Regions from separate parts of the Mus musculus genome. Here regions 1, 2, 3, 4, 6 and 7 are each linked to region 5. A link is a contact called in public Hi-C, HiChIP or PLAC-seq and promoter capture Hi-C data. All regions are on one chromosome and are shown on one strand. Each heading gives the region's core, a stretch centred on a gene start, on an enhancer-like site or on the middle of the called end of the contact. The rest is flanking DNA. Distances are from core to core; before and after follow the strand shown.

Region 1 (3,104 bases), core at 457-2,956, 680 kb before region 5:
GATAATAAGCAAATTAGGAATTAGACTTTGCCACAAAGAGAATGAACGCCTGTACTCTCAAAAGAGGGGCCGAGTAGAAATGGTTTCACATGCAGAGCCCTGTGTACACACACTTTTGCATCCAGTGCACATGGGAACCTGAATTCACTCACTACACATCAATACTCTTACCCCTTCCCTGCCAGCCCTGCAGGCTATCAGAGTGGCCTGAGCTTCAGATCAGTTGACTGGAACTCCTGGGCAGCTGCCACAGGTCTGTGTGTACCCAGAAGCTTTGCAGCCATCTGCAGAGACAAAAGGCTTGAGCTGCTGTGGGGCTGATCTTTCTGCTCAGCAGTGCCGGCCTAGTGATGAGACCTCAGGTAAATGCTACCTCCTGGCAGGCAGGCAGGAAGAGAGCTCTGTTTTCTTTGATCATCAGCAGTGTCCTGGACTTAACCACTGTAACGTCTGTCCGCATCCACTCCCCTGCCTGAAAATATCTTGGTGGAAATCACCAAGGGTGTCTGCCAACTCTGGAGTTCCTCCCTAGCCCTCTTTTAACCAAGATTTCTTAATCTTCTGTGGCAGATAGCAAATCAACTTCCACTTCTGCTTGGACACTCAGTGAGGCAACATTTTGTGGCCTCCTGCAGTCAGGTGTGACTGTGGGAACCTCCCCAGGGGAAATGCTATGGGCCATCTATGACCTGGTACTTGTGTCTCAGGGGTCTTGCCCTCTTTTTTTCTTCAGTGTCTTTACACCTCCTACTTGCCCATGGCAATTTATGATCAAGGTGAACCCCAAAATAAGAAGTAGCAAGGTAAGGTGGCCTAGGATTCTATCTAACTTCCCACAACTGATATATATCACCTCTTACTCCTGCTCCCCCGAACTAGGTTTATAGGAAGATGTCCTTGTGCTGAGCCATCACATATGGGTCTCTTTGCTTCTTGCTGTCCCAATAAAAACATATTTTTCTTCTATTTCCCTGATAACACTTTTTCTAGATATCTCCTTCTTCTGTCTCTCTGACCAGTCTTCTGCCGAGGTCTTGAACTAAAGATTTTGCTGAAAGGACCCTGATATAACTGTCTCTTGTGAGACTATGCCGGGGCCTAGCAAACACAGAAGTGGATGCTCACAGTCAGCTATTGGATGGATCACAGGGCCCCCAATGGAGGAGCTAGAGAAAGTACCCAAGGAGCTAAAGGGATCTGCAACCCTATAGGTGGAACAACATTATGAACTAACCAGTACCCTGGAGCTCTGGACTCTAGCTGCATATGTATCAAAAGATGGGCTAGTCAGCCATCACTGGAAAGAGAGGCCCTTTGGACTTACAAACTTTATATGCCCCAGTACAGGGGAATGCCAGGGCCAAAAAGTGGGAGTAGGTGGGTAGGGAAGTGGGGGGGGTATAGGGGGCTTTTGGGATACCATTGGAAATGTAAATGAGGAAAAAACCTAATAAAAATATTTAAAAAAAAAAAAAGAATGTTCCCCAGGGCCTTATCGCTTTATCTTCCCTTTTCTCCTGCCACATGATGACTGTCTTGGTTATCAACTAGACTGGATCTGGACACAACTACAACCCAAGCCCCTAAGCATTCCTGTGAGAGACTTTCTTGATCAGATTATTTGAAGCAGGAAGACACACCCTAATTATGGGCAGTGCATCCTGGAGGCAGCCCAGATAAAAGGGCATCGAAGATGGAAGCGTCTGCTTTTTGCCTGCTTGCCTTTACTCTGCGGACAAGTGCAGCCATCCTGTAAGTGACACATTCTCCTCTGGCATCAGAAGCATGCTCTAGGGGCTTCCAACACAGACTGAAGACCAGCAGGAATGCTCCAGGCCTTCCGAGCCAGGTTGGACTGCTGAGACATCCAACCTTACAGACTAGGCGACTAACTACAGGCTTCAATTGTTGGACCACCAGGACTATATCATGTAAGCCAATCTACTACATTACCTTCTGAAATATACATATTTATTCTATCAGTTTTGTCTCTTTGCAGAGCCTGGCCAATAGATTTTATATGTTATTCCTGTTTTATGGAAATAGTTCCCCTTCCTTTTCCATCCCTGGAGCTTCATTCACTTATTGTTCATTTGTTGATGATCCCCAAGCCTATCTCCATCCACATTTCAAAATTCGCCATCTTTAGCTTCCAAACTTTACTCACATGTATATTCTCTCTAGCTCCCAGTCCTCCTCCCGCCAAGTCCTTCCCCTTCACCTTCCAGCTCTCTTCAACCCCTCGTGTGCTGATTACACATCTCAAAGGCTGCACAAAGTATCTCCAACAAGCTGCCAGTCTGTGCATCTCTACCTCTCTCACCTTGTTCATCCCTCCCTTCATCTCTGCAGCAAATCCCCCGGTATCTCACTCACTCCTCTCTGCCTTTCCAGCCTGTTCTCCACACTTTGGTCACAACTTGAACAGAGCATATCCACAGCTTAAGGGAGGAAAGCTTTATTTGGGCTCAGTGTTTTGTGGGATTTCCACCCATGATGGTAGGGAGAGCATAGCAGAGAAGCCTGTGGTGGAGGGAACATGAGGCAAATTCGTGCGTAGGGAAGCAGACTAGGAACTGGAGAGCAGGATCAGAACCAAGAGTTAGTCAACCCCTTCTGCCAGCTAGCTCCCAACCCTGAAACATGCCAGAGATGCCCAACATAGTGAGCAGCTGAGAAACAAACATTCAAAATGAGTGTCTGATGAAGATCTTACAGATTTATACATCCTCTCTCTCTCTCTCTCTCTCTCTCTCTCTCTCTCTCTCTCTCTCACACACACACACACACACACACACACACACACACAAATACACTCATACACACACACACACTCACTCACTCACTCACTTGACAATTACAGACCTCTGTTTTTCTATTGTCAAGCTAAGCAATAATTACAGCTACCCTGGGAAGAGTTGCGTTTTGGATCATCTCTGTTCTGTTATGATGCCTCTTAATCCCTCCATTGTGGTCTCTAACCCATCATGTTGCAATAACTTTGTTCGAGATCTGTGTCCAATTATGAAATCTACCATAGGTTCTCTGAGATTAGGGAGATTTCTGTGCCTCTCCTCACCTACCATCTTTTGTGGTAGCAAAGT
Region 2 (3,462 bases), core at 880-3,379, 840 kb after region 5:
AACACCGCCACTGGCTCAGGTACTAAAGCCCCTGCTGGTGGTTCTACCTGTGATCGAGTGGGAGGTGAGGTCTACCTGAAGGGAGCATGTTACCAAGGCAATGCTTTGCAGCTTATGCTAGGCTCCCAGTATGCACCTCTCTGCCTTCTGTGTGCATTGGCACAAACACATTCCTGATCCACAGTCTCTGCCACCTTGGTGGTCAACCCAAGCTCATGAAGTCAAGCAAATATGAACCCCAACCCTTGGATGCCCACAAGCTAAAATAGATATTTCCTCCTCCTCTTTTATGATTACGTCAGTCATTCTATCACAAGAACAAAATAATAACTATTACAGTAAGCACAATGTGTGCATGGTAAATACTAGTTAAAGACTGTATGCTATTCTGATAATGTGCAAAGGCAAAGTCAGAAACCCAAAGCTTTTAGGGAAGGAAGAATGACATTGAACCTACCCTGAAGATGGCCATTAGAGAACTACATAGACTTAGTGTGACCTCCACATTGAGAACAGTGACAGGTTTTTTCTTAGCCTGACATCACCTCCTCCCTAGCTGCCCTCATAAAGGGGTCACAGCTGGGCAGAATGGACAAGTGACTAAAGGTCTCCAGACATGTTCTCTGTGAAATTTAATTCAATAAATAAAGCCTTCCCTTAGTTTTAGAAAAGCTTTACCATATCTGTCAGTGTGTGTGAAGCACGTCAGCAGGTCCACCCTTTTGACATTAACACAAGATGTTGCCATCTACGTGGTTCCACAGGCCACAGGTTGGACACACTCGTGAGAAAGACAGTTCCTAAGTCTAATATGATAGCTAAGAGAAGTAACAATACAGTGATAAATAGTGGGAATTGAGGCCCGTTGCTCTTTTTAGCACTGTGCTATGACTATAACTTTAAAAAGTTTATTTTAGCTTTCCTGAGCCATAGCTTTGACACGGTATCAGTCACTTTTCTGTTGTTATTATAAAACACTATGGCTAAGGCAACTTCAGAAAGAAAGCGTTCATTTGGCTTCTGGTCCCAGAGGTACAAAAATCCATTAAAATATGAAGGCATGGCAGCAAGCAGCCGGCCTGTCTGCTGGGACAGGAAGCCATTCCTCAACCACAGCCTCGAGGTAGGCAGAGTGAACTGGAATTGGCACAAAGCTCTAAACTCTCAGAGCCTTCCTCCAGTGAAAGTATTTTCTCCATCGAGGCTGTACCTCCTAAGCTTCCCTAAACAGTGCCACCGTTTGAGACCAAGTATTCTGATGCACGAGTCTATATGGGACCTGTCTTATTCACCCACCACAGTCACGAAGGAGCTAGGAGTAGCACAGCCCACCAGCCAATAAGAGTTCCCATGCCTTCCTCCACTGGAATTGTCAGAATTGAAAAGCAGGAGTAAAAATCATGACTACATTTAAAAGGGTTCATCTGCAAATTCCACAGTGTTGTGTAGTTATCCGATGTCACAAAATATTCGTGAAGCCTGCTTCTTAGGCCTGCAGTGGTGCAGGAGATACAGGTTGACTGAATCAAGCCCTTATCCTCAGGGGATCCCTGCTTAGAAAGAAGTTCATTTTTTCTCCTTGGCATCAGGAAAAAAAAAAAAAAAGGTCAAGGCGGCCAGGGGAAAGATCCCATGGCCTACACAGCATCCAAGTTCCTCACACTTGTCCCTCCCTTGGGAGATATCTGATCTCCTAAACCCAGCCATCAACTCAGAGCTCGCCCAGACTGCCTGACCCGGGGCTCTAGGGACAGGCATACAGCATAATTTACAAATCTTCAAGACAAACAAGGGAATCTCACAACCAGTGCAGTGTCCTGAGTAAGCGAGGGAAACAGTACTGATGGAGGAGGTTGCCCAAGACTCAGGAAGGAAAATTACTGTCGGTGCTGTGTGCCCCGTGGTGGACTGACTGACTTCATTGTTCTGATGGCCTTGCAGCCAGGCCTCTACCTCTGAAAATCCTTCCTGCTTCACTTCCCTTTTCCCTTGAGAAGAGACAAAGCCAGGAAAGGCTGGATGGCTTCCTGACCAGCTGTGATGCAGGAGGAAGCTTAGCCACAAACCAGGTGAGTACTATTGCCTTGGAGAGGAACTTGTAGAGACAGGTCCCAGATAGATCCACCCCAGGGTTTTCAAAGAAGGCAACTCCTCATCATGTATTGTAAGACCTTCTAAGTTCCGAAAGAAGCCAGCTGCTTCCACATTGATCAGCTGACTCAAGGTACCCAGCAGGCTCCCCGTGAATAAACCAGAGGTTTCACTGCAAGATGACCCACAGGGACAGCACAGGACCTGTCATCGGGCTGAAACTTGTGACCCTTCTGTTCACCCTAAGTCCAGAACTTCTGTTCCTGGGAGCTGGATTGAAGCTGAAAGAGAATGGCTATGATGGATTGCTTGTTGCCATCAATCCCCGGGTACCCGAGGATCTGAAGCTGATTACAAACATTAAGGTGAGTGGCAATTATGCCATCAATAGCCGATAGTCAATTGATCGACTGATTAATTCAGACCTGTTGCCATCTTTCCGAAGCTAACCCCACCAGGTTTGAACTGGAGCAGTACAGAGAGCATTTCCTAAGGACAGTGGTAACAACATGGTTAAGGGCATGCTGGCTACATCACATCGATATATATGGGTAGCCTGCACTCACAGAGCCTTCGTCCATCTTTCTATTAGTTAGCATCCGTTGCCTTTGGGGTTCAGTTGTTGTTTTCCTATGTGACCGTTCTCTGGAGAGCAGCTTAGAGAAGTAAAAGTGGACTGTGGAAAAGAAAGCCAGTCAGATGTTTGAGTGACGGGGGCGGGGGGAGCATCTTAAAGCCATCCTGGGGCATCCCATTTCAAAGCTGGCAGTTCTCAAGGGAGAATGTCAATGCAGGCTGCCACAGAGAAAAATTCTCTCCGCTCTCCCACGTTCTCTAAGATTGCTGATGTCCATTGTGGCACGGCAAGGGAGAATCGTCACCTACTATCCTATTCTATGGGATCGCCTAAAGTGAAAATAATGTTTTTAAAAGGCACAGGCCTGAACGTGCTCAAGAGGTGTGACTTAAAGCGGTGTTCCGAAACTTGGGGAGATCATGAGCGCAAGCCCTAACATGTAATCAGTGTGCTAAAATCTCTTTCAGGTAGCCATTCAATATCTTTTCCAAAAACATTTGTTCCTGTGTTTTTGCAGGTTCATTCAAATCCTGTTTACCTGATTTTCACCGTTGTTTCTGTGGCATCAGGAAAACAAGGATTTTCCGTCTGACAGCTTCCCCTCTGTTTACATCTGATGGCTTCCCCTCTGTTTGTTTATATCTGATGGCTTCCCTTCTGTTTGGTTATAGGAAATGATAACCGAAGCTTCCTTTTACCTGTTCAATGCGACCAAGAGGAGGGTGTTTTTCAGAAATGTACAGATTTTAGTACCTGCCACTTGGACGGATCATAATTACAGTAGAGTAAGACAA
Region 3 (3,180 bases), core at 602-3,101, 910 kb before region 5:
TCTCCAGATCAATTGGTCCAGTGCTTTATAAGTGATGGACTAAATGGCTGTGTTCTTGTGTGCCATCAAACACTCTGCCAGGACTTGGAAATCCATACCATCTGTACATTAGCAATCTGACACCGGCGACATCGGCAAGAGTCACACATCTTAAAGAGATAATCCATAAATCATAAATGAAATCAGGTCAAAGGACCTGCCCGAGGAGAAGGAGAGACCTGGTGTCCACTATTTTTGCAGAAGGAGCATACAAGGTCAGTATGATTGTTGACTCTGGAGGGCAGAGCATCAACTAACAAAAGCACTTCCCACTGTTCATGACTCCATCCTACTGTAACACATACATGTTTTATTTAGTAAGAGAAGCAAGCACTTAAGAGTAAGTGCCTGTTCGGATGCTAGCACTTACCAGATGACCTCAAACCTTCTCTAGAGTTGAGCTCCTTAACGTATAAACTGTCACCTGCTATGCCAAGTCCCAAAGGTGTGACAAGCCACATAGCATCACTTGAGTCTCGGCTTATTTATCACCCTGCTGTGAGTGATTCAGTCTCGCACCCCATAAGCTAGATCACTGTTCTTCCTTTGAATGTTACCCAAAAACTAAATAGCCATTTCCAGATTGCTTACTGTGCTGCTAATTGATTCTCCCGAGGCTCGAGCATCCAGCATCACCCAAAAGCAGGTTAGGCATCTCAGGCCCAGCTCTCCGACAGAGTATTGTCCAAATATACATTTTTTTTTCTAGATGCTAAGGAAATGGACTTTTTCTGCACAGGGTCGCAGGGCAATGTGCAGAAAGTTTACAGGTTGCTGTCACTAGTGTTTGAGACTACTCCTATGAAAATTAATATTATACTTAATATCTAATAGTGCATAAGTGGACCCAACACTGACTGATACAGTAGACGATCCACGGATGTTGGAGAGAGGGAGATCTGGATTCAAATTCTTGTTCTGTGACCTTGAGATTGTAATTTAAGCTCTCTCTTCCTCACTTTCCAGAACTGGTTCTGAGTTGAAGTGATACAATTATACACACACACACACACACACACACACACACACACACACACACACACACGCCCCTAATATATGATATTACTCATGATTCCTATACATCTTTTCTTTTTTGAATCCGTCAAACCAATGCTGAATATAAGACAAATTCTATAAAAAAAATTTTTCAGTTTGGGGGGATGTTTTGATATCAGATAAAGTGGATGTCTAGTGGGATGAGAAGTGGAGAAAGGAGACGTGTGGGAAAAGAGATCTCACTGACACACTTTCAAGAATACACAACATGCTTTGCTCAAGCAGGTTGACACTGGGGCTGGGGACAGAATATCATGACAGCTCAACCCAGCGGGGGACTGGGAGTTCTGCCCACTTCATCCTGCCAGAGAGAGTCTAGAAACTGAAGTGGGACCCCACAAATAATCCCGACCAGTCCCCTCCTCCTTCTGCCCAAACCACTGGGCGCCAATGATGCTGAATCATGAGCCTGGCAGCAGCCGCCCTCCTCAGCCGCTTCCACCCTGGCAAGTCTCCAGGACAGGCACTGGAGGGAATGGGCGCAGCGACCTGGGGTGTGGAGGAGAGGGGCGGGGGCAAGGGCAGGTACTCACAGCTGAGGCACCTCTCTGGCTGGATCCAGTGGCCGGTCTCTTGGTGGCCCACACTCCCCGCCAGCGGCTGGCGGCTCCCCGGTCGGTCCACTCCGCGTGTCGTCTTGGGATCACCTCAGCTCGCCCACCCCCCCGGGGCAGCCGCGGTTCAGAGCTTAGAAGCTCGACCGGACCAGGAGCAGCTGGAGCAGCTGTCGTGCCCAAGGGGGTGGTAGCTACCGATGGGCCAGACCATTTGCCCACTGCGCCCAGGGGTGCGCATCGTGCATGGAGGTACAAGCACCAGGACCTCGAGAGGGCTGGAGACGGGCAGAAGAAACCAAGGAAAAGAAGGGTCCTCTACCCACAACTAGGCCTGAGCGCTAAGGACCTCCTGGACCCATGGCTTCTCATCTAGGTATGCAGAAGAATGAGCTGGGCTTTCCAGGGCACCCCTCACCCCGTCTTATTCTTGGTCCCGCTCAGGGAGCGTTCAGAACGCCTTTAACAGAGGACCTAGCAACGCAAGCTCCAGGGTGCCATCCCCTCCTAAGGGGATGCTAGGGGAGCTGGCCTGACATCTATCTGGGCCACCTCCTTCTTCATCTTGTGACCCAGACCACCAGGTCCCAAGTCCACATGTCAGCTTAACACACAGGAGTGCCTAAGATCTCGCAAAAGGGCTCTTCTGGTCTTTTATTACTATTTAGCTATATTTAGATAATAATAATAGAGTATCAAAAGTCAACCTGAAAGTAAGATCAAGTGAGCGCCCTTGCATCAGGATGTCTGAGGAGCTTAGAGCCCGCTAACAAAATCTCAACACGGAAGTTGGAAAACGTAGATTGAAGGGGTAGACACTTTGGACAGAGCTATGATAAAGTCCAGAAGAAATTCAAGAATAGTTGTGCTTTCTTGTTCATGAGTTCAGTCAGTTTCTGTTCATGATTACTGTCTTGGTAACCCGGAAATAATCGTTATCTCACATGAGATGAACCTCACAGGATAGGGAAAGTTCATAAGCATGAAATTTCTTTGACTTCCACAGTTCGTGCCCAGCCAGACTCACGTACGTTTCCAGAACACAATGGTTAACAACCAACTGTATAGCTCTCCATCTAGAAGAAAATTGGCAGTTACCTATAAAATAAGACTAGGGTGGGGTGTTTTATGTATCCCAAATAAAATGAAATTTCACAACTTAAAGTTACTGTTTCTGGAATAAACTGGCCCCTTGAATAACACCAATTGAGCACTTACATGAACATTACAGTGGAAGTATTTTCAATTCTAGCCTTCACTTGCTACTCTACTCCTATTGAGATCAGTGGGAATGCTGCTGGTTTTCAGATGGGGCTTTAACTGGCGTAGAACAGACGCTGACCATCTGGACTTAACACTGGAGGTGGGGGATGGGGGAAATACACTGTAAACCTTAACATAGCTATCACTGGGACCTGGGTGTGAGTCTGACCCTTGTGAAAACTGGGTTTTATGAAAGAGAAGAGATATTTGGGTATCTAAGATGGATGTCACCCTGGTGTGGAAAAGGAGACCAGAAAGGGGTAAATGG
Region 4 (3,408 bases), core at 623-3,122, 510 kb before region 5:
CCATGGAACCCAGGACTGCCTGTTCAGGAAAGGCACCACCCATAATAGGCTGGGTCCTCCTCCACCAATCACTAATTCAGGAGATGTCCTATAGGCTAACCTATGGCCAGATTGGATGGGGGCATTTTCTTAATTGATTCCTCCTCCCTGGTGACTCTAGCTTGTGTCAAATTGGCATAAAATTTGCCAGTACAAACGGGTTCATTCTCAAAGCATAGGTCAGTCCCCTGTAATTCTGCCACACAAATATATGTAGTGGGGAAGGAGACTCTTATAATCTACACTCTTCTCATTTCAAGAAGCAAAAGGCTAGTGAGGCCTCATTTACTACGAGTTTATGGATGAGTATAATTTTCTTAGCATGTAATGACAAATTCTCACAAATACTATATCACCCACTAAGTGTTGAGTGCCGCAATAAATCAGATTGTTATAAAACCACTTAATTGAGGGGAGGGGCTTTAGGCTGAAACAGCTGAGCAAGTCCCTTGAGTTCCTAGTTAGCCAATCAGAACCAGTCAGCTAATCTCTAAGCAGGTGTCTTAGGGCTTCTTTGGCTGTGAATTAGCACCATGACTGCAAAACTTATAAAGGAAAACATTTCATTGGAGTTGGCTTACAGTTCCGAGGTTTAATCCTTATCATCATGGCAGCATCCAGGCAGCCGTGATGCTGGCGAGGGAGCTCAGAGTTCTAAGCAGCAGGGCAAAGACTGAGCCACTCTAGACCGAGCTTGAGCATGGGAGACCTCAAAGCCCATCCCCACAGTGACACACTTCCTCCAACAAGGCCACACCTGTTAATGTGTCACTTCCTATGGGACAAGCATGTAAACACATGACTCCATGAGGGCCATTCCCATTCAAACTACCACAGTAGGAAAGATCCACCGGACCAGAAACTAAAAGTAACAGCTATCCATTGCCAAACAGCTAATTCTTTCTCTCCCAAAACTTTAATTTCTGATCTTAATGATCTGAGTGCTACTAGTGACCCTTGCTCAAAGAAACGTTAATGCACCTAAATTTTTCTTTTTAAAAAATGTCCAGTTTCCACAGTAGGCAGTCTACAAAAATACTGTCACTATTTTTCTAAACAATGTATGCAAACACAAGCATTTAAATATCTATGTCTCAAAACCAAATATAAGTTTAAGACCCATCAACTGTTCCTTCTTTGTACAAATTTTTTGAGACTGGACCCCCTGACATCGCTGACCCCCAGGTCCAGCCACTGTCATCAACTTCGGTCACGCGATTTTACCAATGCTTCGTGGTAAGTCCGTAAGCTTTATACGCCATTCTGCTGGGTTAAAGAAAAATGGACTCAAATAGCTGTTTTTGCCGCTTTCCTGGGTGGGTGACTGTCCATAAACGAAAGAACTAATCCGTACCAAGTACAAAGGTTAGCAGAACATCCTGCTTTCGGATGTACTTTTGGAGGTGGACACTTTCCTACTAAATGTGCATTGCCTTGGAAACCGAGAACCGGTTCTCCTACCCTCCCCGCAGGTGGCTGAGCGGTTAGCGGGAGGAGCTGGCCTCGGGAATCTGATGAGGCAGGAGCATTACACAGTCTGCGGCCTGGGAAGTTGCCCAACCTCTGAAGGAAATCTAAAAAGAGGAAGACTCTGGTGGTTAAGGCTACTCAGTGAGCGCACAACTTCTACAGCCTTGAGTATCAGACCGACGGGCAAATGAGTGCTGACCTCGAAGTCGGGACGGTGGCGGATCGGTTGGCAGAGAGCAGCCTCGGAGCACGGGCAGTCCCCGGCCGAGAGCCGTGCCAACAGCGGCAGCAGCAGCAGAGTGAATTCCGGGAGGCCACACAGCGCCATGCCTGGGGTGGAGGCTGCGGGAATGACGCCTCTTGAAGGGCGGGCCCTGATGTCCTATGGGCAGGCGGGGCGGAGTCTCTGCTGAGGGGCGTGGCCTGATGCTAAACGGAGAGCGACCCAGCCTGCTGCTTGGTAGGTGGGCCCTAGAAGGCGGGGCTGATGCTGGACTTTGTGGAGAAGTGGGACTTGCAGCCAATTGACTGGGATCCCACCCCGGCTGCTGGGGGCACTACCTATGAGTAAATGTAAGATGTGACAGGGGTCTTCCTTACACTCCAGTGCTAGGAAGGGCTAGGTAAACAGTCTTGACCCGGGTAACTCGCAGGTAACTCTACCACTTTTATTCTCTCCATCACTCTACATCACTCTACACCATTTCATGATTGTGTGGTCTGAACGTTTTCTGCTCATTCATCTTACAATTGATTTTGAATCTCTTGCTTGGCGTTGCTCCCCGCACCCCACCCCTGCCAATATAGCTCAGCACAGTGCTTGGCTTGTAGTAAATAGTACGTTCACTGTAAAACTCCAAGAGCTCCTGTTTTCTTTTTTTAAACTTCAATCGGTTTGAGACCATTCTTTTCCAAGTCTCTACACAGGGTATTTTTTAAAATGTAAAATGGACGGGTGATATTATTGTCAATTTACCAGATGTTTGGTTAAGTGTGTATTGTGATTTTCCAGCATTAAATAAAGAGAATTTAAAGATAAACTCTGTGCGGTGATTTTGCTTGAGAGATATGACCTCAAGAAAAGCCTTTCCTTTGGCTATGAGAATAGGGAAGGGGGCTCTAACAGGGTCATCAGGTCCTGGGGGTGTGACCTGGATTGCTCTGCTCAGCGTGTACTGAATGCTGGAAGGAGAACGCACTTTGAAGATTTGGGCATTTTCTTTGGGGAATTCTTCTGTTTAAGTAGCAACAGGAATAAAAATTCTCTTTATGGCTATAAAGGAAATTGAATGTCATTAAACTCATAATGACAATTAAAACACCCATTATAGCATATGAGTTTAAATTTATTGTACACTCCCTAAACACCAATAAAAATTTAAATGATGTAAATTCTTTTCCCAGAACCAAAATGTTGTCAAAGCAAGGATCTCTCTGAGCTCTCTCAGAAGAGCGGAAAGCAAAGGATACTCGGGAACAAATTAATATATTTCTAATCCTGGCAGACTGGAAAGGCTGGAAACCAGGTTTGCTTTCTTGTCTTCGTTTCTCTTCCTGTGGCTGTGATTAAGAAGTAACTAAGATAGCTTTTTTTCCTGGCTCACAGTTCAAGGTACAGTCTACTATGGCAAAGAGGTCACGGCAACAGGGTCTTGAAGCAGCCGGTCACAGTCAGAAAACAGGATGCAGGCATGCATGCAGATGTTGAGCTGGCCTTCCTCTTCATAATGCAGTCTTGAAACGACCTCAGAAAATGGTGCAGCCAGAGTGGCAGACAGAGTCTCCCCACCACAATTAACTTGATTGTAGATAGGCATGCCCAACATCAGGCTGACGGTTAACACTATCAGGGTCCCTCCTTTAAAGGCTTGATGAACGTGGTGGTGAAGGACTTTTGCT
Region 5 (3,107 bases), core at 89-2,588:
TACTGAGGCACAGACAGGCTGGGCTGGCCTCACTCAAGAGACTGGTCTACATAATGAGTTCCGAGAACATTCAGGTTACATAGACCTTGTCTCCCCCCAAAACAAAACAAAAAACCCGAACGATCGAAAGACCGTTAGCATCCAAAGACAATTTCTGGGCAAGCCTTCCAACTCACTAGGCTGTAAACCTTGTCCGGAAGGATTTTCTTCTTTCTGAGTGCTGAAATCTTAAACAACAACACTCCTCTCTCTTACCTGATTCCACTGTCTCCTCCCCTTCAGGCAGAAGCCTGGCTTTCTTGGCGTTCTGTGGGGCATCGTCTCCATTGTCTTCATAGATATTCGACCATTTGATCGCCATGTCCAGCTCTGGCGGCGGCGGCTTCTTCTCAGTAGTGTAGGTCTCTGGGGGCGGCACGCAGTTGGACTTCCAGATCTTGAACTCCTTTGGAGGCTGTCGAGTAAGCACATTAAGAAACCCTGTGACGAACCGAGGTTCCCGCGATGGATACGAGCGCATGCACCTCCCTGCTCATCATTCTGGCTGACTTTCCTCTTTCTTTCTTTTTTAAAATCCTTTAGGCTTAAAAGACACTTTTTTTTTTCCATCAACATCACAACACTGTTAGGTGAAAAAGTCAAAGGGTTCCCTGGATAAATAAAGCTAATAACTTTTAGTTACCAAAGGAGGATGCAGTCCCAGATACTACGGCCAGGCTGACCCCTTCAGGAGGCTGCAGCAGAGACGCTGTCTTGGAGGCAGCAGCGCAGGCACTTCGGCGTCAAAGGGAAGGGGTCTCGGGGAGAAGCTGCAGCGGGGGGCGGGGAGTCACCACCGTTAGTCGTCGCCCGGCTGGGACCCCCGAGCGCGGAGGGGCGGGCCCGGGCTGACACCCCCCGGGCTCCCGGGGCCGTGGGGACGCGCGGCGCGGCGCGGGCTGAGTGCGAGCCGGGGGTGGGCGAGCGGGCGGAGGGGCAAGCGGGCGTCGGGCCCCGGGGCGGCCGCGGGGCCGGGGATCTCACCTCCTCCGGCGCTTTCACCACATGCCGCTCCCAGTCGATCTGCTTGTTGAGCGGGTTGTAGAGGAAGGCCGGGCGGGTCACGCTGCGGAACAGCTCGTCCGGGCCGGGCAGCCGCTTCTCCGCCTGCTTCCCGCGGCCGCCCGTCGTCGGAGCCGAGGCCGCCTCCTTGCGACCCGCGTCTTCCGGCTCGCTGTTCTCATCCGACGAGTCGGAGCTGCTGCTCCCGTAAGCCGCGAAGTAGCTCAACGGGTCCTTCTCTTCGGCTGCCATGACGGCCGCGGGTTCCCACCCTCTCTCGGCCGGAAGCCGGAAGCCGGAAGCCACGGCTGATCCCGCCCCCCAGGCTGGCGAGTTATCCATTTGCGCCCCCTAGCGGCGGAGCCGCGCTCCTACTCATGGGCGGAGATTGGAAGGATGCTGGAGGCGGGGATTCCACAGCCCTCAAGCAAGTTATTTATTTGTTTTTTCTTAAGGATCTCTGGGAAAAAGCAGCGGGAGCCTTAGGATACCCGGAGGGAAATCAGTGGCCACAGTCACACTCTGGGCTTGTAATTTAAAGCAGAGAAAAACCAAACATGCATACCTATAATCCTAGGCAAATTTGAGGGCCAGCGAGGTGCATGTAAGTCCTTTCTTAACAGCTAATACAGTGCAGGAGACGTTGTCTACCAAACAGTAAGAACAAGCAAGCAGGGGGTGGGGGCGCACACTTCTAACCCCAGCACTTGAGAAGATGAGACCGGAGTATTGCCACAAACTAGAGGTCAATGGTGAAATTTTACAGCCCCCCACCCCAAGTTGGTACCATTGTAAATATTTAGATCCCAGTTAAAAATGCCTGGTCAGAGGTGACATAGTCATTAATAACTTGCCATTTGGTCTGATTCTTATCTGCTAAATTCTACAGAAAAATACGAAGTCTGGTAATGGAACGGGCTAGACTGCCTTGTTCAGGTTTATATTCCTAGTATTTATTTTGGTGACCGTCCCTGGAGTACATCAAGGAATATTGCTGGGTTGTAATTTCTGAGATAATAGGTCTGAGTGTTTCTAGAAAAACTTCCTTCCGTCCAAGTACCTAGACTTGACAGAGATACAATTGTTCCCAAAGTACAAAGTCCTGGGTTACCCAAATCATCCTCAGATCTGACATCATTAGCAAATTCAGGGTCCCCTCACGCACCCTCCAGCCTGGTAATGTGACAAAATTGTAGAACCCGCTGAAAGCTGAGTAACCACGTGTATATAGCTACAGTTTACTGCAGCAAATATAGCATAAGTCCAACCAAGGGAAGATGGGCGAGGAGCGGTCCAGAGGAGTCCTCATTCAGAGCTTCCGGTTACCCTCCGGAAACATGAACCAAATCAGTGCAGCTCAGGAGGCAGAGCTCGCTGCCTGGTACTGGGTTCCAGTACCAGCACCCATATAAACTGGGCATGGTGGTGTGTATTTGTAATCTCAGCGCGTGGTGGAAATGGGGTGAATGTACAAGGCTCCGACACCCGTGGCCGTGCTTGTTTATATAATGAGTTTGGGGAAAAACCATAGGGAAGGTACATGGACAAGTGAAACCCCAGGATGTCCAGGAAACTTTAGAGTAGCATCAAGATGCTGGGCTGGCAGAAGGCTCTTAGATGGGGTAAAGAATCTCTAGCATTAAAAATTTAAACTTGAGAGCTGGAGAGATGGCTCAGGGGTTAAGAGCACTGACTGCTCTTCCAGAGGTCCTGAGTTCAATTCCCAGCAACCACATGGTGGCTCACAACCATCTGCAATGGGATCTGATACCCTCCTCTGGTGTCTGAAGACAGCTACATTATACTCATCTACATAAAATAAATATTTTTTTTCGAGACAGGGTTTCTCTGTGCAGTCCTGGCTGTCCTGGAACTCACTCTGTAGACCAGGCTGGCTTCGAACTCAGCAATCCACCTGCCTCTGCCTCCCAAGTGCTGGGTTTAAAGGTGTGTGTCACTACTGCCTGGCTTAAAATAAATAAATCTTAAAAAGAAAACAAAAAGAATATTTGGCAAGAAATAGCAATGGGTTCCTAAAAACTAAAGTAACAAAAATTTTTTATTTT
Region 6 (3,234 bases), core at 560-3,059, 670 kb after region 5:
AGGAACACTGAAAACCACCAGAATCGAGGATAAGACAAGGAGGGATTTTTCCCATGGCTGGCACAGAGAATATGGCCCTGCCAGAAACGTGCTTTCAGATGTTTCCTCGCCAGAATTACACGGGAATGTTCTTCTGCTGTTTCAAGTGACAGAGTTTAAGCATTCCGTTAAGGCATTGCTAGGACACTAACAAAACTTATGAAGAAGGGGGCTATTTTTTTCATCTTTTTTTTTTTTTTTGAGTTCATTGCAAAAGAAGCCTTTACAAATAACCTTAGTTGGATTTGTAGCATGGTTTTAAGCAGGATTGTGACACTTCAGTTCCCACTGAAGCTTTGTTGGAGGAGGGCAATGTTTCTAAAACGTGGAAGAATGAGAGGCGTTTCTCGAGTGGGGCTCTGTCTCAGCGACATGATGATGGGGAGGGGCATGAGTTACATTTGAACACAGTGGAACTTCTGGATAATCCTCTCCAGGAGACTACGTTTTTTGAACATTGTGCATGAAACTATTGCATGGAAGAGAATAATGCTTTTATGGGTCTCTGGGTGGGACTTAGAAGTGGGAAAACACCGGAAGTAAGGGATGAAGAGGCAGCCTAGTGGAATTGACCTTGCATTGTGCTTCCAAATGTCAAATTATGAAGTGTTAAATCCACTCTTATTTCATTGTTTTTGTTCACATTTCTGGAGTTAATTTTACTTGCATTTTACAGAAACACATCTCATTTGGAAGTAAAATCGAAATATAAACACAAGCTTTTACAACAGAAAGCACACAGTGTTCTTGGGGGATTCTATTTCTACTTAGGAGGGAAAGGCACAGGAGGTGTGCCTCAAAATTATGAACACACATTAAACCTATCAAGTAGCAGGGCATCTAGGATTGGGGCACTTAGAACAGGGGAGAAGAGAGAGCTTGTAAGTTATAGAGCTCAGATAATTGTATAGTACTTTTACAAATTCAGTTACAATAATTTTACCTTTTATTTCTCTCCCTTGGATAATAGGATAGGTCTAACCTGGCTTGTTTTTAAAAACATTTTGGAAGCTAATATATACAAAGTAGACAGTAATTGTATTAATAGAAGTTCAGCAAATGTCTTTTGGCACTCCAGGTTGAATTGTTAAAACACACTTAAGATCACCTGACTGCCTTTGTTTCCTGGAACTGGGGAAGGCTGGGTGAAGTGACTGCGGTGTGCTCAGATGTGAGCTCTGGTTCAGTAACGGGGACAATCCAGGACCTGCCTCAACCGTTGTGGAATTAGTTTATTTCTTGATGGGGAGATGTCCAATGGGCCAGACAGTGCTGTGAAGGGCCTATTTGGCTAGGATCATTTTCTGCCCCAACCCTGGAAAGTTTCTGTTGACTTTGCAGTTCTGCTGTGGTGCATAGGGGAAATCACTGCATTAAGAGAAAGAATTAGGGGTCTGAAGCAAATCTGTCCAATCTACCCAGTCCTTAATTCCTCCCACTGAAAAGCCAGCAGCTGGGGAGGAAGATAAATGGACATCCAAGACTCTTTGTGGCATACTTTAGCTGATGTATGTTCTAGAGTCAGGCAGCCAAGGTTTAAAACACATCTCCATGGCCTACAGGAGTTTTGTCCTTGACAGGTCATTTAACCCCTCTGAGATTTAGTGGCCCCAGTTGTGAAACAAGGAAAACATCAAGTTGAAAGAGTTTTAATAATTCGATGAGAAAAGGTACTAGACGCAGCTGATTCAGAGCAGATACTCAGTGAACTTCGGTTCTGTCTTATTAGATCAACAGTTCCCAGGCGTGAGTCAGACATCATCTACAGGCCTTGTTTAAACAGAAACAGAGGATGCCATACCAACTGTTACGCAATACCAAATGCTCAGCGCTGAGAGCACACGTATAAGCAACATTATGAAATGAGCAGTATTTCTGTATTTAGAAACACATGCACAAGGACAGGGTATACTAAAGAGTTTGGAGAGGGGGGAAAGGAAGGGGGAAATGACAGAATTGTATTATAATCTCAAAAAAAAATGACTAAAAATGAAAACAGAAACAAGGCCAGCAGGATGATGGCTCAGAAAGTAAAGGCACTTGCTGTTGATCCAGACAACCTGAATGGACTCCTGAGATCCATATGGTGCAAAGAGAAAGGAGAGCTCCTGCAAGCTGTTCTTGGATTGCACTGTCCATGTCTGTGGTGTAGGCTCTCACATAACAAAATATTAAAACACATATGCACACACACACACATACACACCAGAAACAGCGCCCTTGTATGTGGATTCTGTTGTGGGGTGGGAATGCCAGATAAGCATTGGTAGTAAGGTCCCTAGTGAGGCTACTAGTCTATCTAGGGGTCACACTTATTAAACTTCTGCTCTAGACCAGGATTTGGCAAAGCGCTTTGTTTGAGCCAAATGCAACCCACGCACATTTTAATAAAAAGCTTTATTGGAATACAATGTCTACAAAGATTTTTGCATGATAACCACATAGCCAAGTAGTTGTGGTGGATGCTACAGAGAAGGCTGGAATATTTAGTCTGTTTCTTCACAGGAAGTGAGCCTTGCTTCCCTGAGCTACCAGCTGGAACATCTCCCAAGAACTTTTGAGGACCTGAAAATTCATGTAAAATTTTTTTCCACCAAGAAGACTAAAGGCCTTCCATATCTGTTAGCAACTGCCATTATTATGGCCTAGAAAATACACTAAAGGTGCTCTGGTTTCAGAAAAAAAAAAGTTGTTTTTTTTTCCCTTTTCTGGCATGTGGAAACTTCTTCATTATTACCTGAGGTCACTATATGTATTCATTGCGTGTGATACCAAGGCAACCAAATACTCTGGTGTAAAAAATACCAGCCACAAATCCTGCTTTATCTTTGACGACTATTAAAAACAAGAAGAGTAAGAATAGCACTTTGATGAGTGTGACTCATTAGAACTAATGACAAAACGAATAGGACCTTCCTCATACCATACAGGCGCTTCTAAAGCAGGGGGCAGACCAAAGGTTCTTGAAACCAAAACCCAGCATATCTACTTGTTTGTTGTTTGTTCTGAGTTGGGGATCTCTAGAAAAGTCCCTGGATATAGGATCCTTTTTGTTTCCATGACATTCCAGCATGTTCCTGGGAGAATTTTGCCTTATTACATCTCTTGTTCTCAGATACCAAGTATGAAAAGATAAAAGGTCCCACCATGACATGCAGAACACACAGCTGCACGCTTTCCTGAGGAATCCACACA
Region 7 (3,538 bases), core at 887-3,386, 850 kb before region 5:
GAAAGCTGATAATAGAATAAGGGAGGGGTGGGCATGTTCCAGATTCAGCGGCTTTGGCTATGGGGCTTGGGCTTTAGAGTCAAGAATTGAAGGGACTACTGGGACAATTGCTGCTGGTTAGCTGGAGCTAAGAAATTAGCAGTGATTAAGAAGAGACCAAATCACTGAGGTGAAATATTCTGGTAAATTTTTTTCTGATAGCACAAAGAAGCTGTGTTCCAGAGATACCCAAGGTTGTACCTTGTGCTGCAGCAGGACTTAGTAATGTACCCAGGTGGTACTGGGTTTGAATGTATGAAGGGGTTATGGATAGCAACTGAGGCTTGGCACTGAGAGGCCATGGAAGGCCATTATGAAGGTGCAGCCTTAGTTGCAGTTAATAGCCAAGGCCTGAAGTGGTCATGCAAAGAACATGAGGTTTGCCACCATGAAGAGAGAGTCTATGAGAGGCTATTGGTGAAGCTTAGTTGCAGCGGAAGACCCCAGCAGATTGGAGATGCCAGTACCATGGGATGACCACCAAGAACAACAGAAGCAGTGAAGTCAACCAGAGCCTAGAGTACTACAGAGAGCAGAGCTGGAGATGTGACCCCAAGCCTTTTGGAGGATCATGTGTGGATCCTAGACACTGGAACAAGAAGCTGTGAAGTTCAAGTTGACTTAGAGACCCCAAGATGTTCAAGATGCCAGAGCCATGGGCTATCTGCTGAGGAAAGCTGCTAACAGGGAGTGGAACCAGCTCACAAGAAAGAAGTTTGTTGCAGTCAACAAAGATGAAAAAGGAGTTGGAGATCTGCAGACCATTTTGCCATCAGACTTGGAGATGTAGAGTTTGGAGTTTGCCTAGTGGATTTCCTGTCTTGCCTTGGGGATTACAGTTAAGTGATTGGATGAATCTCAGAAGAAACTTTGGACTTTTAACATTTTTCAGACTCCTGTAGTTTATGGGAACTTTGGAAGTTGGACTAAATGTATTTTTTTATTATACTTTGGCTAGGTATAACCCCCCAGACTCATGTGTTTGAAGAAGCCAATGGGGACTAAGGAGTGGAATCAGACTTTATGAGTATGCTTGGTCCAGGGGGTGGCACTATTAGAAGGTGTGACCTTCTTGGAGTAGGTGTGTAACTGTGGGTGTGGGCTTTAAGACCCTCATCCTATCTCCCTGGAAGACAGTCTTTTCCTGTTCCTTTAGAATAAGATATAGAATTGTTAGCTCCTCCTACACTGTGCCTGCCTGGATACTGCCATGTTTCCCTCCTTGATGATAATGGACTGAACCTCTGAACCTGTAAGCCAGCCCTTATAAGAATTTCCTTGGTCATAGTGTCTGTTCACAGCAGTAAAACCACACACACACACACACACACACACACACACACACACACACACACACACACAGAGTGCAGAAAGGTAATGGAATGGGAGTTAGAAGATTTACACTGTAAGATTTTAAGTTGACTGGCAATTCTGAAGCTTCCAAGTCAGTATGGTATGTGAAGGGACTTGGCACAAGTTGATAAAATAAAAGACTAAGACCCAGGAGTAGATACATATATTCAGCCACCTGAATTTTAATAGGTGCAAATGAAGTTTAATTGTAAATGGATATGTATATTGTTATAAATCTACCCAATGGAATCCTTACTAAAAATATGAGCTATTCAGACTGTGTAGGTAAATGCCAGTCACTGTGCTATGCTACATGAATTTCACTTGCTGTGTAAATCTATATTTACATAACAAGGTCATGGCTGTGTCATTTTTCCTCCACGTGAAAGCATTACATACTAAATATGATCCCATGTCTTCCTTAATCTTCAGACTTCTGTACATAATTTTGCTAGGCCCCGGTGTGTTTGCAAACATAGATACAGATATGAAACTGAAAGGCTTCAAGATCTGTATCAAGATACAGATACAGATATAAAACTGAAAGTCTTAAAGGTCTGTATCAAGGTCCGACCATCTGAAGGAAAGCATACACTGGCAGAGTCTCAGACACTTGGCAATAGGTCCAACAGCCCATCTTGCCCACCACCACTTTCACCTCCCTCCCCAGCCAAAACTGAAACTGACTTGAAAGGTCCTTCTGGAGAGTCAGCTCATGCAGCCTAAGGGCTTTTTCCTCTTCTTGAAGTAGGCGTGGTCAGATGAGCATGGTGCCATAGTCCTGCTGTCCCAGTGCTCAAGGACTCTGAGACAAGGGATCTCAAACTCCAGGCCAGCCTTAGCAACATAACAAAGTCCTGTCTCAAAATACAGTGTTTGAAATATCTGAAAATAAATCTTGTCGGTGTAGTTTGTGTTTCGAATGTTTGAGACCCCTGGTTGAGTTCCCAAATAGCATTGAGGTGGGTGGTGGGAATCACATAATATCAGTGTTGTTATTCACTTGTAAAGACTATAGGAGCCTTAACATCACAAATGCAGATCTCACATGTGGTAAAGTATTTAGCAAATATATTGCTGATATTTGCTATTTCTGTGTGCAAGCCTGTATACCGTGTGTGTGTGTGTGTGTGTGTGTGTGTGTGTGTGTGCGTGTGCGTGTGCGTGTGCGTGTGTGTGTGTTCCATCTCTTGGCATTCACAGCACGTTTACCTTCAGAAACTGCTATTGTTTCTTGTAATTCCAGTTTAGCTGGAGCTGCAGTTGTTTCTGTCAGGCAGTAGATGCCAGCAGAGTTCTTTTAAACTAAAAAGCAAGTCTCTGGCACCACCATAGCAACAGCTTCCTGTCACACTACTACAGACAGATATTTTAAAAATTAAATATTCTATGTTTTGCAAGGTCTTTTGAACAAAAGGAACCAGTTTTATAACCAACAACAAAAAACTATCAAACATAGCATTTTCAAGATACTCAGTTTAAGTTTACCTTTTTGATATAATAATTTTAAATCTTATGTATTTTAGTTAAATGAATCCCTGTGTTGTTGTTTGAATGTGGGACTTTATTTAAGCAATATCAAACAAAGGTCTGGCTAGATGTCTGTTAAAAGGCATAATAGCTGACATACTATGTTTAGTTAGGTTTGGCAAGGAACCACCATGGGAGTCTTATCTGGGGAGGCCCATGCAGCAGAGATGAATGCAGGAGCGTTTTCAGAAATCTACCTTTGCACTTAATGAACAGAAAAGAATGAAATCAAACTTTGACTGTAGAAAACCTTGAAAGGTCCAATAATATCACTTCTATTTTTTTTTTTTTTTAAGAATTATTTATTTATTATATGTAAGTACATTGTAGCTGTCTTCAGACACTCCAGAAGAGGGAATCAGATCTCGTTACAGATGGTTGTGAGCCACCATGTGGTTGCTGGGATTTGAACTCTGGACCTTCGGAAGAGCAGTCGGGTGCTCTTACCCACTGAGCCATCTCACCAGCCCATCACTTCTATTATTAACTATAAATTACTTAATGCTTACTAGTGTATTTACAATTAGAGTCCTGTTATTAACAATAATGTTTTCTAGTATATGGTGATTTTAGTTAGACTTTTGGAGTGCTAAAAGTTATGCTTATATTCTTTATT

Evidence for each region. Promoter capture Hi-C pulls out the DNA fragments that hold promoters and counts their contacts. A called contact is a pair of places that touch in the nucleus more often than the background predicts. HiChIP or PLAC-seq counts read pairs in DNA pulled down with a chosen protein or histone mark. Capture Hi-C pulls out chosen DNA fragments and counts their contacts.
Region 1: a contact with region 5 is called in an H3K27ac HiChIP or PLAC-seq map of microglia, with 4 times the contacts expected there. The contact joins the promoter of Dnase2b here to the promoter of 2410004B18Rik in region 5. A contact is called at or near these places in 1 of 39 promoter capture datasets (hippocampal neurons) and 2 of 115 datasets of contacts at active chromatin or transcription factors (bone marrow-derived macrophages and microglia).
Region 2: a contact with region 5 is called in a promoter capture Hi-C map of adipose tissue. The contact joins the promoter of Clca2 here to the promoter of 2410004B18Rik in region 5. A contact is called at or near these places in 1 of 115 datasets of contacts at active chromatin or transcription factors (pancreatic cancer cells) and 1 of 9 other capture datasets (adipose tissue).
Region 3: a contact with region 5 is called in a promoter capture Hi-C map of the HPC-7 cell line, with 5 times the contacts expected there. The contact joins the promoter of Ttll7 here to the promoter of 2410004B18Rik in region 5. A contact is called at or near these places in 6 of 39 promoter capture datasets (the 3T3-L1 cell line, the HPC-7 cell line, cranial neural crest and 2 more).
Region 4: a contact with region 5 is called in a Hi-C map of CD8 T cells, with 2.4 times the contacts expected there. The contact joins the promoter of Ctbs here to the promoter of 2410004B18Rik in region 5. A contact is called at or near these places in 10 of 39 promoter capture datasets (the 3T3-L1 cell line, 3T3-L1-derived adipocytes, the C10 cell line and 6 more), 4 of 484 Hi-C or Micro-C datasets (CD8 T cells, cerebral cortex, hematopoietic stem and progenitor cells and 1 more), 5 of 115 datasets of contacts at active chromatin or transcription factors (astrocytes, bone marrow-derived macrophages, effector CD8 T cells and 2 more) and 1 of 9 other capture datasets (liver).
Region 6: a contact with region 5 is called in a FOXA1 HiChIP or PLAC-seq map of pancreatic cancer cells. The contact joins the enhancer-like site here to the promoter of 2410004B18Rik in region 5. A contact is called at or near these places in 3 of 39 promoter capture datasets (the 3T3-L1 cell line and hippocampal neurons) and 2 of 115 datasets of contacts at active chromatin or transcription factors (bone marrow-derived macrophages and pancreatic cancer cells).
Region 7: a contact with region 5 is called in an H3K4me3 HiChIP or PLAC-seq map of bone marrow-derived macrophages, with 4 times the contacts expected there. The contact joins the enhancer-like site here to the promoter of 2410004B18Rik in region 5. A contact is called at or near these places in 4 of 39 promoter capture datasets (the C10 cell line, the HPC-7 cell line, hematopoietic stem and progenitor cells and 1 more), 3 of 484 Hi-C or Micro-C datasets (the G1E-ER4 cell line, cerebral cortex and cortical neurons), 3 of 115 datasets of contacts at active chromatin or transcription factors (bone marrow-derived macrophages, large pre-B cells and memory CD8 T cells) and 2 of 9 other capture datasets (liver and macrophages).

The regions. Positions count from the first base shown.
Region 1 is chr3:146,614,200-146,617,303 of GRCm38.p6, reverse strand. Dnase2b (deoxyribonuclease II beta) reads left to right here and starts at 1,706. Exons shown (of 7, transcript NM_019957.4): 1 at 1,706-1,931. All of the region lies in intron 4 of Uox (urate oxidase), which reads right to left.
Region 2 is chr3:145,097,773-145,101,234 of GRCm38.p6, reverse strand. It overlaps Clca2 (chloride channel accessory 2), which reads left to right and starts at 2,129. Exons shown (of 14, transcript NM_178697.5): 1 at 2,129-2,456; 2 at 3,340-3,462. The coding sequence starts at 2,271.
Region 3 is chr3:146,851,038-146,854,217 of GRCm38.p6, reverse strand. Ttll7 (tubulin tyrosine ligase-like family, member 7) reads right to left here and starts at 1,851. Exons shown (of 21, transcript NM_001357217.1): 1 at 1,629-1,851.
Region 4 is chr3:146,448,931-146,452,338 of GRCm38.p6, reverse strand. Ctbs (chitobiase) reads right to left here and starts at 1,872. Exons shown (of 7, transcript NM_001293672.1): 1 at 1,709-1,872. The coding sequence starts at 1,837.
Region 5 is chr3:145,936,245-145,939,351 of GRCm38.p6, reverse strand. 2410004B18Rik (RIKEN cDNA 2410004B18 gene) reads right to left here and starts at 1,338. Exons shown (of 3, transcript NM_025555.5): 1 at 1,024-1,338; 2 at 256-454. The coding sequence starts at 1,293.
Region 6 is chr3:145,266,851-145,270,084 of GRCm38.p6, reverse strand. No RefSeq gene overlaps it. Among named protein-coding and RNA genes, the nearest start is that of Col24a1, 24 kb to the left of the region's middle. Within about 2 kb of position 1,809, at least 35 of the 459 cell types and tissues checked have an H3K27ac peak or open chromatin away from gene starts, as enhancers often do. A contact at or near this core is called in pancreatic cancer cells, where this site is marked.
Region 7 is chr3:146,782,994-146,786,531 of GRCm38.p6, reverse strand. All of the region lies in intron 1 of Prkacb (protein kinase, cAMP dependent, catalytic, beta), which reads left to right. Among named protein-coding and RNA genes, the nearest start is that of Prkacb, 28 kb to the left of the region's middle. Within about 2 kb of position 2,136, at least 37 of the 459 cell types and tissues checked have an H3K27ac peak or open chromatin away from gene starts, as enhancers often do. A contact at or near this core is called in the G1E-ER4 cell line and bone marrow-derived macrophages, where this site is marked.